Regions from separate parts of the Astyanax mexicanus genome. Here region 2 is linked to region 1. Evidence: chromatin contacts called from public Hi-C data. All regions are on one chromosome and are shown on one strand. The core of a region is the stretch at or near the end of the contact, and the rest is flanking DNA. Distances in the headings are between cores, read along the strand shown. Region 1 overlaps sf3b2 (splicing factor 3b, subunit 2). Region 2 overlaps LOC103046717 (phosphofurin acidic cluster sorting protein 1).

The links. A called contact is a pair of places that touch in the nucleus more often than the background predicts.
Region 2: a contact with region 1 is called in a Hi-C map of blood, with 13 times the contacts expected there. The contact joins two enhancer-like sites. A contact is called at or near these places in 3 of 3 Hi-C or Micro-C datasets (blood and muscle).

What each region holds. Positions count from the first base shown.
Region 1 is chr8:13,383,502-13,386,270 of AstMex3_surface, forward strand. sf3b2 (splicing factor 3b, subunit 2) reads left to right here. Exons shown (of 22, transcript XM_007236090.4): 21 at 1-152; 22 at 1,723-1,951. The coding sequence ends at 1,794. Among protein-coding and RNA genes, the nearest start is that of LOC103046717, 10 kb to the right of the region's middle. Within about 2 kb of position 1,435, the one cell type or tissue checked has an H3K27ac peak away from gene starts, as active enhancers do.
Region 2 is chr8:13,449,325-13,452,093 of AstMex3_surface, forward strand. It overlaps LOC103046717 (phosphofurin acidic cluster sorting protein 1), which reads left to right. Exons shown (of 24, transcript XM_022678093.2): 9 at 1,272-1,432. Among protein-coding and RNA genes, the nearest start is that of LOC111194330, 28 kb to the right of the region's middle. Within about 2 kb of position 1,322, the one cell type or tissue checked has an H3K27ac peak away from gene starts, as active enhancers do.

The sequences.
Region 1 (2,769 bases), core at 185-2,684:
AGGGTGTGGAGGTCGCTCTCGCTCCCGAGGAGTTGGAGCTAGACCCCATGGCCATGACGCAGAAGTACGAGGAACATGTGCGCGAGCAGCAGGCCCAGGTTGAGAAGGAGGACTTCAGCGACATGGTGGCTGAACATGCGGCCAAACAGAAGGTACTGCTACAGTCTCATATTCACACTAATATAATAATAAACTTTTATTTATAGAGCGCTTCAGCTCCAAAGTTGCAGCTCAAAATGCTATGTAGAGGCAAATGCTGAAAGCATAATGACAGTTACATAATGCCTAAACTTGTCTATAGATGATAGAGATAAGGGTAATATAAGGGTTCATTGATATGTCTCCATATTTAACGTTTAGCCTAAATGAGCCTTTAGATTAAATAAGTATCTGGCAGTGGTTCTTTTATATTATCAAAATGCCATGAGATAAGGATTTTTCTTAGTAAAGGAAAATGTAGAGATTGTAGAGATTTTTTGTTGTGACTGAGACGACGATAAAATACTGACTTTACCTGAATTGTTAGTATAACCTGTTGTCCACCACCTTTGAGTGTGATGGTAATGTGCGTACGATTATATTTTTATCTACAAATAATTTGTAAGACATACTACTTTATAGCATTTGATTGAGTATTGTAAAAGACCACTTCAGTTTCTGGATCTGTTTTTCAGATTTTGCTATTTATAGGTATACGTTTGATTTAAAATGAACATTGTTTATTTATTCTATAAACTACGGACAATATTTATCTCAAATTCCAAATAAAATATTGTGAATTGCAGAAAATGAGAAGTAGTTGAAATAACAAAGATAAAGAGCTTTCAGACCTCAAATAATGCAAAGACAACAAGTTATTGCATATTCAAAGAGTTCAGAAATCAGTATTTGGTGGAAAAACCCTGTTTTTTAATCACGGTTTTCATGCATCTTGGCATGTTCTCCTCCATCAGTCTTACACACTGCTTTTTAATAAGTTTATGCCTTTACTCCTGGTTTAAAAAAATCAAGCAGTTCAGTTTGGTTTGATGGTTTGTGATCATTTATCTTCCTCTTGATTATATTCCACAGGTTTTCAATTTAAAAAGGTAAAAATCAAAGAAACTCGTTATTTTTAAGTGGGCTTAAGTTTTTTCCTAGAGCTGTAGTTTATGCTTACTCTGGAACTCTATCATTTTGATAAAATAATAATGACTCTCTAAGTCATTTTGATAAAATAAAGAATTTCTCTCTTTGTTGTTGGAGGTGGGTATCAACCTTTTGCGTTTTGCACCTTTTTCTTTTAACAGTACTAAACAGAAATCTGTATAACTTGCCCATGTGGGGAATTTATGGGCAGCCTCAAGAGAGGTTAAACATGGGCTCCATCTGGGCTGTGCACTGCATCGGGCCCTTGATGGGACCCAAGTGGGCTGTAATGTGTTTAAGCCTGTTTGGGAAGCCCAACTAACCATGCCCACCTGGGACCCTCCCCATGTGAGCCCCTCATGAGCATGTTGAAAAGAAAAGCCTCTAATTTGACCTGTCCTGTCCTTCTTGCTCCTTATTAAGCCCCTTCCTACATGTTGCTGGTTTTTGACCCCCTAACTTGCATTTGTTTAATGTGCTGAGAAGGCAGGTGTTATTAAGGATGAATATAATGCAAATCTAATGCTATATAAAGCTCCGCATTTCCCTTGTGCTTTCTATTCACTGCTCTCTCTCTCCCTGTGTGTCCAACAGCAAAAGAAGAGGAAGGGTCAGCCGCAGGACACTCGCACCGGAGCCAAGAAATACAAAGAGTTCAAGTTTTAGGCAGGAGAGAATCGTGAGACCACCGATATTCATGCTTTCTGTTTTTCTTTTTAAAGTGAGTCAGTAGAAACGGGCCGTGTATGTGTACGCTGATCCGCAGCAGTTTTTCATTTTCCAACATGTTTTGTAAATAAAATATAAATTCATGCCATTTTAATCATGTGTTTATTTCTCTCTTGAACACACATTCTCATACTTTTGCTGCTGCTCTGTAATAAATGGACCAATAATAATAGTTCAGAATCAAAAACAGTACCTGCAATGTGTGATCAATAAAGACAAAATCTTTTTACATATATAAATGAACACACTGATTTCCATAAGTATTTTAGATTAATAATTTAACTGTAGCTTGTAAGATAATGGTTCTGAGCACAGGTGTTCAGTTAAACACACAAAGCTTTTATAATCTCTAGAGATAAGCGCTGGGACACTCTAAAACAGCTGGATACCATGCCCAGTGCTTACTGTTATATAAACATATAATGATTCATTTGTGATGTAAATTTCCTGGAGTAATTATAGAATTTGTGTTTATAGGATTAAACTTCAATCATTAGTACCAGATTTGAGAGTAATTGCAATCTGATTCTCACAGCAATTCTCCATCATCTAAAGTAATAATATTAATGTCTCAAACATCACTGATGTTATTTGTTAAAGAAAGGAAGTTCTATTTTTTGATTATATATGAAACCTTTAATTTATAGTATGTTTAAACGCAAAGTAAGTACATTTAAATTGTTCAATTATTGGATTTAAATAAATAAATAAATAATTCCATATATTTGTTAAATGTATAAATGTTTATAATCAGTGAAATTAATTAAAAAACGTTAATCCTCTTGTATACCTAATCTAAAGTCAATTACAATTTAAGTTATTTATAAATCAATAAGTTATTGTATAACTAACTAGATGGAACAATTATTATTTTTCATTATTTGTATGTACTATATATTTTAATATATATAT
Region 2 (2,769 bases), core at 72-2,571, 66 kb after region 1:
TGGGAAAGTGCCAATTTATGATTCTTCTTATTCTTTATGATATTCTTATTTATTATATTTTAAAAATTTTCAATCACAATTACAATTAGGATTATTAGTAATGTTTCTTATAAAACATGAAACATTTTATGTAATGCTTAAATAAAAATCCTCAAGTTAAAGGAATGCAATATCAGACAGAAAATTGACAAAAAAGTCCTGTTAAGAGGACTGTCTTAACACCATATGCCAGGGTTGTCCAAACTACGGCCCGCGGGCCATTTGCGGGCCGTTTTCTTTTGTGGAGCGGCCTGCGAGGTATTTTAGAAATAGAGTGAAAGTTGGCCCGCTGTTAAGCAGGTTTTTATAATGTGAGATTCAAAGTTTGAACGCTAGGTGTCAGAAACTGGCCAAAGAGTCTAAAAGCGGAGAGAGTGCGCATTTCTAGCGCAGAAAAACGGGCAAAAGAGTCTAAAAGTTGGCGTAATTAAGGAGTTTTATTTTAAGAGACATCATGAAATGAAACATCAATTTGAAAAATCTTAGTTTACACAACACTGTAAAAGATAAAGATAGTAAGTCAAGTAAAATAGTGTGTAAATGAAAAAAAAAAGTATTATTTAAAGTGGTATATTTCATTATTTCTTTTATTACAGAGTCTGTGGCCCGTGACTTCAAGTATATTTCTCCTTCTGGTCCCCAACAAAAAATGTTTGGACACTCCTGCCTTATGCCCTTTGACTCTAAGCAGTATTAATAGCTAAGTGAGGATATGTATTGAAAGAGATGTTTAGAGAATGTCGGAGATTTTTTTTTTTCTTAAACTGGCCAAAGAAACAGTTTTCAGCAGTTTTCAATAGTGGCGTGTAACAATTACCTATGTATAAATACTAACTGCTCAAATAAGAATGTGGCCTTGACACCCTAATATATATTTATTAGCTTTTTTATTTCTAATTTTACATTTTCTCCTCAATTTGGAATCAATGTTCATATGAACTCTAGATGGGTGGAAACTAACACGTGCCTCCTCTGATACATGTAAAGTCTGCCACCAGCTCTACCCACCCAGAGAGAGCATGGCCAGTTATGCTCTCTCGGTCTCTGGCTGCTGATGGCCTGCAGCATAATTTGAAAGTCAAACCAACAATCCTCGGATCCTAGTGATCATGACTTAGAAAGCAACACTTCTTTGTATGTTTTTGTCTGAGACTGACAAACGATCAGTCTGATAAAGGTCAGAGAAGGTTGTATTGTATTGTGATTGCAGTAAATGTGGTTTGTGGTTGTAGGTTGGGTTTGGTTTGGAGCATGTGTCTCGGGAGCAGATTCAGGAGGTGGAGGAGGATTTGGACGAGCTGTATGACAGTCTGGAGATGTATAATCCCAGTGACAGCGGCCCAGAGATGGAGGAGACGGACAGCATCCTCAGCACACCAAAGCCTAAACTCAGGTACAGTGCTCTGTATATACAACATACAGCTCTGGGAATAATTAAGAGACCACTTTTAGTTTCTGAATCAGTTTCTCTGATTTTGCTATTTATAGGTTTATGTTTGAGTAAAATGAACATTGTTGTTTTATTCTATAAACTACGGACAACATTTCTCCCAAATTCCAAATACAAATATTGTTATTCACAGCATTTATTTGCAGGAAATGAGAAATGGCTGAAATAACAAAAAAGATGAAGAACTTTTAGATCTCAAATAATTCAAAGAGAACAAGTTCAAATTCATAAAGCTTTAAGAGTTCAGAAATCAATATTTGTTGCAATAACAATTTAATAATAATTTGTTTTTAATCACAGTTTTCATGCATCTTGGCATCATGTTCTCCTCCACCAGTCTTACACACTGCTTTTGGATAACTATATGCCTTTACTCCTGGTGCAAAAATTCAAGCAGTACAGTTTGGTTTGATGGTTTGTGATCATCCATCTTCCTCTTGATTATATTCCAGAGGTTTTTAATTTGATAAAATCAAAGAAACTCATCATTTTTAAGTGGTCTCTTATTTTTTCCCCCCATAGTTGTATGTCTACAATGTATACATTGTGTATTAAGACATGCTTATGCATGTATAGTCTACAGAACAATGGAATATGAGTAATTGTTTATAATGTTTTATTGTCAGTTTAATCTGTAGTCAGGAATCTGTTTTCATTATGTCCTACCAATAAACTATACAATACTTACTACTATACAAACTATCCAATAGAAAATGTTAGGGATATTTGGCTTTTGGGAAAAAATATGGAAAATATAAAAAGTTCACGCTACAGTGATATTATATCATGGAAGCAGGGCATTTAATTATAAGCATAGAATTGAAATTTTCTCATCCCAAACAATTTATTGAAACAAAAGCAGACAACAGAGTTTGGTATACCCTAACAAATAATGTCAATGTCTTAATAACATGTCATTGAGCATCAATTACACAGTGAAAATGATATCTAATGCTGTTTACAAGTCGACTTATTGTCTGCTGGGGCATGGCATCTCACTCTTCTTCCTGAAGGCCTTATTGAGAGCCTTATTGAGTCATTAAAATTTTCTAGGGTGCAGAGTTACGAGCCTCTACAGGGCGACTCTACTGATCTAATGGGTTTTCTTTGGGATTCAAGTCTGGAGACTTGGTCTGCAAACCACACCCTTTGTGGCACCCCAGTCTCCAGCAGCCATTCCCTAATGATGCAACCTTACTGGAGCCTTGTCATCCATGAAATTAGGCCTGTGTTCTTCATATTGATGTTCTTTAAGTAGTATGGGCTTGTCACTGTACAAA